Linked DNA regions of Sus scrofa: all the other regions are linked to region 2. Evidence: chromatin contacts called from public HiChIP or PLAC-seq and promoter capture Hi-C data. All regions are on one chromosome and are shown on one strand. Each heading gives the region's core, a stretch centred on a gene start, on an enhancer-like site or on the middle of the called end of the contact. The rest is flanking DNA. Distances are from core to core; before and after follow the strand shown. Region 1 overlaps SMURF2 (E3 ubiquitin-protein ligase SMURF2). Region 2 holds the start of SMURF2 (E3 ubiquitin-protein ligase SMURF2). Region 3 holds the start of KPNA2 (karyopherin alpha 2 (RAG cohort 1, importin alpha 1)). Region 4 overlaps SMURF2 (E3 ubiquitin-protein ligase SMURF2).

What was found. Promoter capture Hi-C pulls out the DNA fragments that hold promoters and counts their contacts. HiChIP or PLAC-seq counts read pairs in DNA pulled down with a chosen protein or histone mark.
Region 1: a promoter capture Hi-C map of liver shows a contact between it and region 2, with 2.2 times the contacts expected there. The contact joins the enhancer-like site here to the promoter of SMURF2 in region 2. A contact is called at or near these places in 1 of 5 promoter capture datasets (liver), 6 of 47 Hi-C or Micro-C datasets (adipose tissue, embryonic fibroblasts, epiblast stem cells and 2 more) and 2 of 2 datasets of contacts at active chromatin or transcription factors (alveolar macrophages and skeletal muscle).
Region 3: an H3K27ac HiChIP or PLAC-seq map of alveolar macrophages shows a contact between it and region 2. The contact joins the promoter of KPNA2 here to the promoter of SMURF2 in region 2. A contact is called at or near these places in 4 of 47 Hi-C or Micro-C datasets (embryonic fibroblasts, epiblast stem cells, heart right ventricle and 1 more) and 2 of 2 datasets of contacts at active chromatin or transcription factors (alveolar macrophages and skeletal muscle).
Region 4: a promoter capture Hi-C map of fetal skeletal muscle shows a contact between it and region 2, with 3 times the contacts expected there. The contact joins the enhancer-like site here to the promoter of SMURF2 in region 2. A contact is called at or near these places in 2 of 5 promoter capture datasets (fetal skeletal muscle and liver), 7 of 47 Hi-C or Micro-C datasets (adipose tissue, brain, embryonic fibroblasts and 3 more) and 2 of 2 datasets of contacts at active chromatin or transcription factors (alveolar macrophages and skeletal muscle).

The regions. Positions count from the first base shown.
Region 1 is chr12:14,445,117-14,447,987 of Sscrofa11.1, forward strand. It overlaps SMURF2 (E3 ubiquitin-protein ligase SMURF2), which reads left to right. Exons shown (of 18, transcript XM_021066754.1): 4 at 338-471; 5 at 2,850-2,871. Among named protein-coding and RNA genes, the nearest start is that of SMURF2, 78 kb to the left of the region's middle. Within about 2 kb of position 1,280, at least 7 of the 83 cell types and tissues checked have an H3K27ac peak or open chromatin away from gene starts, as enhancers often do. A contact at or near this core is called in liver, where this site is marked.
Region 2 is chr12:14,367,405-14,370,104 of Sscrofa11.1, forward strand. It overlaps SMURF2 (E3 ubiquitin-protein ligase SMURF2), which reads left to right and starts at 1,279. Exons shown (of 18, transcript XM_021066754.1): 1 at 1,279-1,399. The coding sequence starts at 1,348.
Region 3 is chr12:14,283,872-14,286,571 of Sscrofa11.1, forward strand. KPNA2 (karyopherin alpha 2 (RAG cohort 1, importin alpha 1)) reads left to right here and starts at 1,441. Exons shown (of 11, transcript NM_001163404.1): 1 at 1,441-1,454.
Region 4 is chr12:14,463,887-14,466,833 of Sscrofa11.1, forward strand. All of the region lies in intron 9 of SMURF2 (E3 ubiquitin-protein ligase SMURF2), which reads left to right. Among named protein-coding and RNA genes, the nearest start is that of SMURF2, 97 kb to the left of the region's middle. Within about 2 kb of position 1,650, at least 5 of the 83 cell types and tissues checked have an H3K27ac peak or open chromatin away from gene starts, as enhancers often do. A contact at or near this core is called in adipose tissue and fetal skeletal muscle, where this site is marked.

The sequences.
Region 1 (2,871 bases), core at 30-2,529, 78 kb after region 2:
AAGATTTTTATTTTTGGAAAGAAAAAATCATCAACTTCCATAGGGTTATTTGGCACTAGCTATTAAAATCGTAAAAAGTAGTATTTTTATGAACAAAATTGTTACTCAGTCTGAGAGTGACAAATATGATAAATATATTAAAAATTCTTTGTGGATTTTACTTTTGAGTTTTTAAAGAAATTTAATTTCAGTTCTGTGGATAGATTGAATTCGAAACATACTTTGCAGAGTCTAGCCATACTCTAAAACACCTGTGATTTTAGACTATAGAAACAAAAGAAAATTTACACTACTCATATTTGCCAAGTTATTCATGCCGTAATTTGGGTTTTTTTAGGTATATTGGAAAGTCTGATTCAGTTACGATCAGTGTATGGAATCACAAGAAGATCCATAAAAAGCAAGGTGCTGGATTTCTTGGTTGTGTTCGTCTTCTTTCCAATGCCATCAACCGCCTCAAGGACACTGGTTGTGAGTACATACTAGTGCTTTAAAAAGTTTAAATACACATATTTAAATACACACACACACACACACGTATAGGTATTTTTTGATAGGCAGGGGTCCAAAAACTTAACTTCCTATGTATGTGTGAAACATTGGTAAAAAGTCCTGGTCTGAATTTATTTTGTTGACTTTTTAAAAAGAATGAAACAGTTTAAATATGTGAAGCCTAGAACAGAATCAGAGCTGATAGCTAGTTTCCAGTGAATAAGTGCCAAGAAATGATTGGTTTCTAGAAGAGTAAAAAGAAAGGTGTCAAAGTATGTATTCCTTTTTTTTTTTTTTTTTTTTCTTTTCTTAGCACTCTTCTCTGGTTTTAGTGGATTTTCGAGATAAAGTTGAGTTTTACTTAGGTGATGGGAGTGTTTAAGGGAGGAATTCTTAGCAAATAAAAATATGCATACAACTGCTTTGAAAAATTAAAGGTTCTAAAAGTAAGACATTATTTTGAGTGAAAGATAGCTGTATTATCAACTTAACTATAGCTTAATTTTTTGTCAAACTGGTCAATTAGAAGATGAGACCAAGATCGAGACATTAGAAATGATATCTGTTTTAGATTGACAAGTTCACATTGACAAGTCACTTATTAGCAGATATGTAACTCATGTAATGAAGTGACAAAACATCTTTTCCATGGAGCGTAGATGGAAATACCTTTTTGGCCACACCCGTGGCATATGGAAGTTCCTGGGCCAGGGATCTAATCTGAGCCGCAGCTGTGACCCATGCCACAGTTTCATCAGCACTGGATCCTTAACCCCACCCACCTCTCAACCCCAGATGTTCTTGGCAGAGGATCAGGCCTGTGCTGCCACGGAGACAATGCCGGATCTTAACCCACTGTACCACAGTGGGAACTCTGGAAATATCTTTTTCAATAGAATTTTTTTTGCTTTTTCTACAGAATTATTTTACATATATATATACACACACATATATGTACACATATATACATATACACACGTATACACACACACACACACACACACACACAACACACAAATCTAGCTGTTGTCATGGGATTTTAGCCCAGATGCCTATTCTAAGCAAAAATTCACATAGAATCTAGCTAAGGAAATTAATAAAGAAAAATAAATTTAGCTTTAAATGTTAGATACATTAAGAAATGATCCCATTTTAATGTAGAATGATACCATAGCCTAGTTATAAAAATATTACTGTTAAAAAGGACAAAATTGAGCTAGAAATTCTGAAGGGAATTTAAGGGCACCTGAGAATTTCTTAAATTTCTGGGTTAACAGGGTGAACAGTAGGAGATAGAAGACGGGATTGGAAAAGGTCTGGCGTATGAAAACAAACCATTTTTTTATTCTAACGCAATGCAGCAGGCAAACTGAAAACTTACAAGTCCACACGTATGACTTTATTTCTGGTTCAGTTTAGCTAACGTTTATTGGAACTTAAACATGCCAGGTGCTATTCTAAACTTTGATGATATAAAGGTAAATAAGCATAAATCCTGTCCTCTGAGAAACAAGAGCAAAGGCCTGTTGGCAAAGGGAGTAGGACACATCAGAAGGACTGAACAGAAGAGGGATTGTTCTGCACAGGTCCACTATGCCGCTGTCTTAGTAGTGTCCCTTTATTTTGCAAAGGGAAAAATGTCTATTTGTGGCTGGATAGCCAGATGTGGTATAGATTTTTCTTTCTATTGCTTGTGAATGTTTCATTGCAGTAATTTATATAACCTTTTTGATGTATAGTAGCATTTAATTTTTCAAACACCTGTGGGTTTGAGTGTAGAATGCAAGGGCTAAGATATGGTCTCCTCCTTTTATCAATTCATAATTTATTTAAGTAGACAGATGGCATACAGCTATAAAAGAATTCAATTATAAACTCTATGAGCAAAGTAAAATCAGCATGCAGTGGGTGACATTGTTCCTTACTACAACTGGCCAGGCTAGTATTATATCACAGTTTACATAAATAATTTAATGTGAGGTAAGTAATACAGTTAGACATTAGAAAATCAAGACTTGGGGGATAAATTGCTTGAGAACGACAACTATTAAGTGGCAAGCCAAGACTTAGACTAAAGTGTTCTGAAATCTTTGGAGAGAAAATAACTGCATGTTGGCACCATTGTCTTAGAATTTTTGAAATCTGAATTTGTCAAAACTTTTGTTGAGACATTTATACTAACTATGTATGCAGTTAGAGCATTTTAAATATTTGTTTCATCATTAAAACAATTCTTTAAATGATTGGTCTGATTTCTAATGGATTGTAGAAATTTACTGTCAGTCTGTAGATGTTAGAATTGCTAATACCAGCTAATTTTTTTTAATTGCCTTTTTGTTGTTGTTGATTTGAAATAGATCAGAGGTTGGATCTATGCAA
Region 2 (2,700 bases), core at 29-2,528:
CCTCATGGTTCCTAGTGGGATTCACTTCCACTGTGCCACAACGGGAATTCCTACCTTCTGTTATTAACCGAACTTTGCAAAGAACATCTTCTGTACTATGTATGATATGTCAAGAATAACTTCCTAAGAGTGCAATTGCAATTACATGGTCAAAGGGTAAGGTACACTTTTTTATTTCAGCTTTTATTTTCTCCTTCTGAGATAACGAAATACAGTTCTGCAGGAAAGCTTTCCATACATTGTTCTCCAAGGCTTATCTTGTTAATAACCCCTTTAAGGCATTATCATCCTCCTATCCTTGCACTACAGCTGAAAAAAGAGCCCAAGTAGGCTGGTAACCTGATCTCATTCACCAGGTGAGTCCTGAATGAAGGTGGCAGCTATGGTATCAGTTGCAAAACACCCCTGGGGATTTGCTGGAACCCTCGGTGTGTCTCTTCCCTCACCCTAGCGACGTTCAACCCAGAGGGCTGCGGATTTAGTTCTAACTTTGCTCGCCCCAGCCTCAGAGAGCCCCTTGCACGCAGTGGGCGTCTTATAAAAGCAGTCTGCATTGCACGGACAAAAGCTCTCTCTATTAAGTGGGCCAAACGCTAAGGCCCTCCTGGCGGCACAGAGCTCCGCGCCAACACCCTGCTCCTTTGTCTACTCCTTCCTCAAGTTCTGCGTGGCATCTTCTGCAACCAAGCACACCGGCCCGGACCGCCGCGCCCAGGCCGACACCGGGCCTGGCGCCCCTGCGCCCCGGGCACCCGGCGCGCGCCCGCACAGGCCCCGCCCACCGGCCCCGCCCTGCCCCGCTGGCCCCGCCTCTCGTCTCCTCCTCTCCTCCCCCCCCCACCCCCCCGAGCAGACGAGTGGCGGCGGCGGCCCCAGGACCGGGTTCCCTCAGACAAGAGGGCGGGTGGAGGAGGAAGCGGCCGAGCCCGAGTCCCGCTCCGGCGCCGCCGAGCACCGCCCGCCTCAGCCCATCAGCCCCGTCGGCTCCTGGGCCTCGCGGAGCCGAGAGGAGGGAAAGGCGGAGGCGGTTGCGTGGAGGCGGCGGGGTGCGGGCGGAGGCGGCGCGGCCGGCCGCGGCTACCGCTTTGTTGTGCGGCCCGGGCGGAGGAAGGAGAAGTGGGAGGAGGGGGGAGCTCGGCGTCCCGCTCCCTCCGCGGCTCATGGCGACGACGCTCGGCACATCCGGGACCCTCCGGCCGTGGCGGCCGCGGCGCCGGCTGCTCGGGCCCCAGCCCCGGCCGCTGTGGTGACTGCGCCGCGCCTCGCCGTCGCCCCCGCCCCGCCCGCCGGCTCCGGGCCCCGCGTCGGGGCCGTAGCCCCGCCGCCGCCGCCCCCGCCGCCGGGGACATGTCTAACCCCGGGGGCCGGAGGAACGGGCCCGTCAAGCTGCGCCTGACAGGTGAGGGGGTTGGGCGGGCGGCGGGAGCCGGGCTGGGGCACCGGTGGGGTGAGCAAGCTGGCGGGGGGTGCCTGTGGCCTTGAGAGGGGCCAGGGTCGCGATCAACGGTGAGTTGGGGGTCGGGGACGTGAAAGGCCTAGTTCAGGAGAGTAATTGCAAAACCACTCTCCCTTGTTTGGAAATTCTTAAAAAAGCCACGGGTGACTCGGGGGTCTTTTGTTGGGGGGGGGGGTGTCCCGGATTGGAATTCCGGGAGGTTTTGAGGTCGAAAAGCCGTGGCGAAGAAACTCGGCTCTCTCCCGGGGCCTCGGGGAGCAGCCCCCGGGCTCCTGCCCAGCTGGGGTCGTCGAGAGGATGAGGAGCTCCTGCGGCGGGGATTATTGAATCCGGCTGCTGGCTGCGCGCAGTAAACACTCCTTAAAGATGGAGCGCTTAACGGGAGGGTGTGTGTGTGTGTTCCCTGGTTGTTAACTTGTTGGCCCACTTATGCCCGCCTGCAAAACCTTTCCTCTCTGCTGCCAGCGGCGGCAGCCGGTGCCACACACCTGAGACGCACGACTTTGAAAGGGAAGGAGACTGAGGTTGACTTTTCCGGTGTGTCTGCCTGATCCGACGACTCGGGCGCATTGTACACTCTGTGTTTTGGAAGTGTTTGATTGTAGGGTAACATGCTTGGGGTTGTTCCTTGTAGGCCGCAGAACTTGTGTTTCACTTCTAGCTCTAGACCTGCTTTAAAAACACATTTTGCGGGTTGGGGGGGATACATTTCTATATACGTGCTCATATAAACTTCAGCGAAGCAAAGTTTTTCTCGTTCCCAACTCTGCACCCCTTTCCTTTCTAAATGGAAAAGAATGGAAGGGTTGCTAGATAGCAGGCTTTTCTTACGAAGTGTTTATGATTCCAAGGGTATTAAATCTTTAACGTTACAGGTACGTTTTGCTTACAGTGCTATTTTTTTTAATATTCTTACATGGTCATGTTACCCCATTTTAAGGAAAAATTGTTTTGGCTTTGAAAAGAGTAGAGACCAGTGTATTTATTCCTAGTTTCAACATTCACTGTTAATAAATTACCCACGTTGATATTCGGATTTGTCATGAGAAAAATGGCTTTCTTTAGAGAATCTGTGTGTACGTGTGTGGGGGTGTGTGTAAGAATAAACTAATTATGTTCGCCTACAGTAGACTTTGAGATTTATATGGACTAATTTTGTAATTGAGTGCTTGTGTGTCACATCCCAGTCCACTGGCTGAACTTTGAAGATAAAAACGTGCAGCTGAATTAGGTATTTGAAAATT
Region 3 (2,700 bases), core at 191-2,690, 83 kb before region 2:
CTTCACAACTGGATGAAATTAGGTCAGATGACTGCCCCTGAGCCATTCATTGTAGCAAAGGGAATGCCTTGCAGTGACTGGTTTACAGGTGAATTCCTTCCACGTTTTCGCATTTGGGCAGATAGGATTATACTGATTGGGTAGGTGAGAGGAGACAACCTCCTGTGATTCCCTTGGCTGCTACACAGTGCATGAAGCTGGCAAAAATGCCTGCAAGAAGAGACGAAGACCATTGTTTGAATTTATAGTAAAAAACACACAAACAACAAAACCAATACAGCTTTTCTTAAAAATACCCTTTTCAGAATACGGAAAAATTATGAAAACAAAGTGGCCTATAACACTGACATTACGAGAACCATCACTGATGCTTTTTTAAAAATTACAAGAAAATGCAAGCATTTTATTCAGAAATGTATAAATTGTAGCATAAGTCATTACTGGAACAACTGACAAAATTTGAACATGGACTATATAATAAATCACATCGAAGTTCAGATGTCTTGAATTTGATGATTGTGGAGTGGTTATATAACAGAATGTCCTTATCCTTCCAAGGTGCAACCCAAAATATTTAGGGATAAAGGGACATGATTTCTCAAACTTACCCTTCAAAAGGTTGAAAAGTATCATGTAAAAGCTATGCATATGGGCCTACTAGTACGTGTGGGTATTTACACAGAGAAAGAAATAGTAAATGTGGCAAATGTTAACACTTGGCAAATATGCATAAAGATTTATAGTTCTTTTGTATTTGAAAATAAAAAATAAGACTGGAGAAACAGATGTAGTAAACCTTTTGTTACCATTACTTGTGCCGTCTATGCAGTCTTTTATGATGCAAGTTAGAAGAAAAAAAAAACTAAACTAAAAAGTGCAGCACAAATCTGCTTTATCCATCCCCTCCTTGGTGGCCCTGCTAACCTTTGGTGGCCTTTTTCTTCTGAGTCCTATCAGAGAAAAAAATACATAGCAATGTATTTCTATATCGAAATTTTAAAAATTATTTGGGGAATCATTTGTGGTTCTCTTAAGGCAGACGCCAAGGGTAACGACCAACCACTGTACACGAGTAAACCCTCGGTAAAGGACCGAGGCTATGGCCAAGGCGGGCTGGAAACTAGCCCTTCGCGCTGCACGCCGGGACCTGAAGGCTGCCGCCTCCGAACTGCGGGGCGCTCTGGGATCGCCCGGCCGCTCCCTCATCTCGCGATGCTATCGTATCTTCTGGGCCCTCTGACCCCTCCCAACGTGTTTTTCAAATCCACCAATGGACGTCTAGCATAAGCTCGAACCAGCCAATCGGAATGCGGAGCCACCGGGAAATTTAAATCGCGCCGGCTGCACGAGCCACACTGTCCTCGCGCTGACCGTGGTGGACGTTTTGAGAGACCCTGAGCCGCAGCCTGAGCGCCCCTGACCGCCTCCTGTGGAAGCCTGAGCCGGCTGTGTAGGTACGAACCTAGGCCGCAGTCCGGCCTGAGTGGCAACGGCTGGCCTGTAGGCCGGGCTCGGCTTGTGGGTGGCGGGAGGGAAGGCCCGGGCTATACGCCTGGCCTAGCTTTGGCTTCTTTGGTTGACGAGGCCTTTGGGGTCGTTCGTTTACGAGACGGGTGTTTGGGGATGCGGGTGCTTGGGTTTTAGGGCCCGAGGCTCTGCAAACCGCCGCAATGGCATTTACTCGAGAATCAGAGTGAGGCCCGAGGGCGAAAGCCCAAGTAGGTTGCCGGGCGCCTCTGGCTCCTCCTCCGTCAGTTCCCGGCTGCTCCTTCCCCGAAATGGGGCGGGGAGGGGGGAGCAGGGGAAGGGACTGGAGATGGAGGTGGCAGTTGGAAGTGCTGTCTCTTAAAACACGTCGGCCCTGGGTTGGTTGTGTCACTATTTCGTAAAAGAACAAAATGAAATTAAAGATAGCCCCCTCCCCCCCTTAGGAGGACTTTTCCTTTTGTGATCTTTTGGGGAGTGCGCTTAAGTAGCCACGTCTGAGTGAAGCACAGCTGGGGATATCAACCTAATTTGGTGCATTCACTCGGAATTCCTCGAAAGTGTGCGAGATGCTGAAGATGAAGAACTGCGTCGCGAGTTTTCAGTGTGGACAGGACATTTTATGAAAGACTCCATAACGTAATGATGAGTCAGATTTTTAACAACTTTCAACTGTGGAGAATGTACCTGTTAGGCCATTTAAAGACAGTGGAGCCTCCAGAGGATCTGAATTTATGGCCCCTAGGACAAAGATTTTACCTATAAGCTCAGTCCCCCTACTCCGAGTTCAGTTAAGTATTTGTAGATCCTCTATAGAGTCTAGAGCCGCTCTGTGCAGTGCGGTAGTCGCCAGACGCAAGTGGCTAGTCTGAATCGAGTTGTGCTGTAAGCTTAAAGTACAGATCTTGAAGAATTGGTAGGAAAAAAGAATGTGAAATATCTCAGTAATTTTTTTGATATTTTAACGTGTGGAAATGAGAATATGTTGGATGTGTTGGGTTAAATATTAAAATTAATTTCATTTGTTTCTTGTTACTTTTTTTAAACAAAATGTGGCTACTAGGAAATTTAAATTTAGGCTGCTTGCTTTATATTTCTGATGGACAGCACTGCTCCAGGAAGTCTCAGCCCTTCGGAGGGGAGGGGCCAAATATCCTTTGGCTAAAACTACATAGTGCTGAAAAAGGAAGTTCCTCTTCCATTACAAAAGTGTGG
Region 4 (2,947 bases), core at 400-2,899, 97 kb after region 2:
TCATCAATTCTTTAGAGCCCTCCCATGTATGACTATAAATCTATGAAATTGTAAATAAAATGATATAAAATCAAATTCTGCATTCTATAAAAAGAATTTTTCTTCGATCGTAATAATTGCTTTTCATTTCTGAAAGTTGTTTTACAATTTTGTCTATTCATTTTTAATAATCATTTGTAATTTGTAATTGCGCCCTTTTATTTTTTTTTTAATGTTACATATTGTAGCTATTCTCTTTGATCTCTAACAGTACCTGGGGATCTACTTCTGTGGTTTTATTTCTTCTGACTCTCCGTCGTCATGACTTCCTTTCTAAAGTGATTGGTGATCTTTGATTGTGAGTTAGAGTTTAATTGGAGTTCTTTGGACCTAAAGTGAGAATTCAGGAAGTTTTCCTGGAATCCCTTCATCTTCCCTTTGAGTTTTTAGTGGGGAATTTCCAGGTTTCCTTTTCCAGCTTTGTGGCTGGCCTCAGGCTGAGTTTCCCAATTAATCACTCCCCTCTGGCAGCTCTCCACTCTGCCTGCCACTCAGGTACCAGCTCCAGCTCTATTCACTTAAAAAATTTTAGAAGGATTCTTGGAACTTTTCCCCTTGCCTCTTTTGAGGCTAGCAGTGTCTCAAATAGTGTGTTCTTTCTCGTCTTTAGCTGTTCGTGGCAGAAGAATCTCCAAGGCGCCTATAAGCAGAAGTCAGAAATCACTGTTTCCGTACCCATCATTATGTTTTCCCTACGACCAGGAAGAGATTATTTCATGAAAAATCTTTTTCTAGATTAACTTTTAAAACATAATTTTTATAAGATTTTCCATTATAATAATTGGTTACAGTTTAAATTTACATTAGACTTGCTTTTATTTATTCTTCAAGGTCCTATAAATCTTTGTCATGTATAATAGTGTTTTTAAGAACGCGAGGATAATGCCAATGGTCCTTGGTCTGTTAAAAGTCTCTGCTTCTTCTATCGTACAGGAAACCTTAGAGCCTTCTTCCTAAGGTGTCTTAAACAGGCTCGTCTTTCATTAGCTTTACAGCTTTCAGAATTTAAAATGGAGCCATTATCCTTTAATGTACATACCGTGGTTATTTTTAGGATCTTAATTTCAGTAACACCTCTAGTTTTGCTTTGTTGAAAATCTTAAAATTAATCGTGGAATGAACAGTTATACAAATTTTATGGTATAGCAAGAAATAATGGAAGGGAAATATTTTAGAAAATAATTACTTGTATCACTGACGTTTGTAAAACTACTTTGTCAGACAAATATTGAAGTACAGTTTATGTTGGCAAATGTTGTGATTGCTTTTATATTAATTTAAAACCTGAATTGCACTAAAGCCCAAGAATGGACTTACTGAAAATGTAGGCTGTGTAATAAGTTTCTGAGCCCTTTATGGATTGGGTTTAAATATGCAAGTTTGTTAAACCATTGGGAATTAAAGATTTCAGCTGAACATCTCAAGTTTCTGAAACAATACATTTTCTCAGACTTCATGGAATTGTTCTGTGTCATTTACACTTGCTTGGCTCAGCAAGCCCAGCAGTGAGGTATTTTTTATTTTATATTTGTTTTTGCAGGGATCTTAGCAACATAAATTGTGAAGAGCTTGGTCCATTGCCTCCTGGATGGGAGATCCGGAATACAGCCACAGGCAGAGTTTATTTCGTTGACCATAACAACAGAACAACACAGTTTACAGATCCTCGGCTCTCTGCTAACTTGCATTTAGTTTTAAAGTAAGTTTTTGAAACTTTGAAACAATACCTGTTAAAATGCGCATCTGAACAAGACTGATAGATTCTTTTTTTGTAATAAATGTGATCGGATGTCCATTCTCTTCAATTATAAATTACTTTTGTTGAGCATCATTTTATGTAAGAGTATGGCTACTTTTATCTGGTGTATGAGTATTTGTTCCTGTGCTTAAATAGGAACCTGTCCTGAAATGTTAGGAAAAGGTGCACCCTAGCACATCTGCAGAGACAGGCTGCTTTATGTGGTAGGTGAATTTTTTTCCCCTGAGTGTATCAGAAATAGCTCCAGGAGAGCTGGATCTATTCCAGAGGGTTTTCTGTTATGTCAGTTTTGTCCTCCAGCTTTAAGCCTTCTTTACCATTTTCAGGACTTAGTCTTCCTCACAAGTTTTTGTGAATGGACTTGATGTACCCTGGTTTTTTTTTTTTTTTTTAATTGAAATATAGTTGATTTACAGTATTGTGTCAGTGTCAGATATATAGCAAAGTTATATATGTGTGTGTATGTATGTGTGTGTTATATATACGTGTATATGTGTATATATATTATATATGTGTGTGTATATATATGTATATATATTTCCATTTTAGGTTATTATATTGAATATAGCTCCTTGTGCTATATAGCAGGACCTTGTTGGTTGTCTATTTTTTTATATAGTAGTTTGTATCTGATAATCCCATACCCCTCATTTATCACTCTCTACCCTCCCTTTCCCCTCTGGTAACCATAAGTTTATTTCCTGTCTGTGAGTCTGTTTCTGTTTTATATATCAATTCATTTGTATTATTATTATTATTTTATTTTATTTATTAAGCCATGCCATGACATGGGGAAGTTCCTGGGCCAGGGATTGAACCAGTGCCACAGCAGTAATCCAAGCCACAGCAGTGACAACGTTGGATCCTTAACCTGTTAGGCCACCAGGGAACTCCATTATTTGTATGATTTTTTAGATCCCACATATAAGTGATATCATATAAGTGATACATCCTTATTCTCTCTCTGGCTTACTTCACTTAGTGTAATTTCTCCAGGTCCATTCATGTTGCTACAAATGGCAGTGTTTTTTTATGGCAGAGTAATATTCCATGGTGTGTGTGTAATATATAGATATCACATCGTCTTAAACTGAGCATCTGTTCATGGGTACTTAGGTTGTTTCCATGTCTTGGCTGTTGTAAATAGTG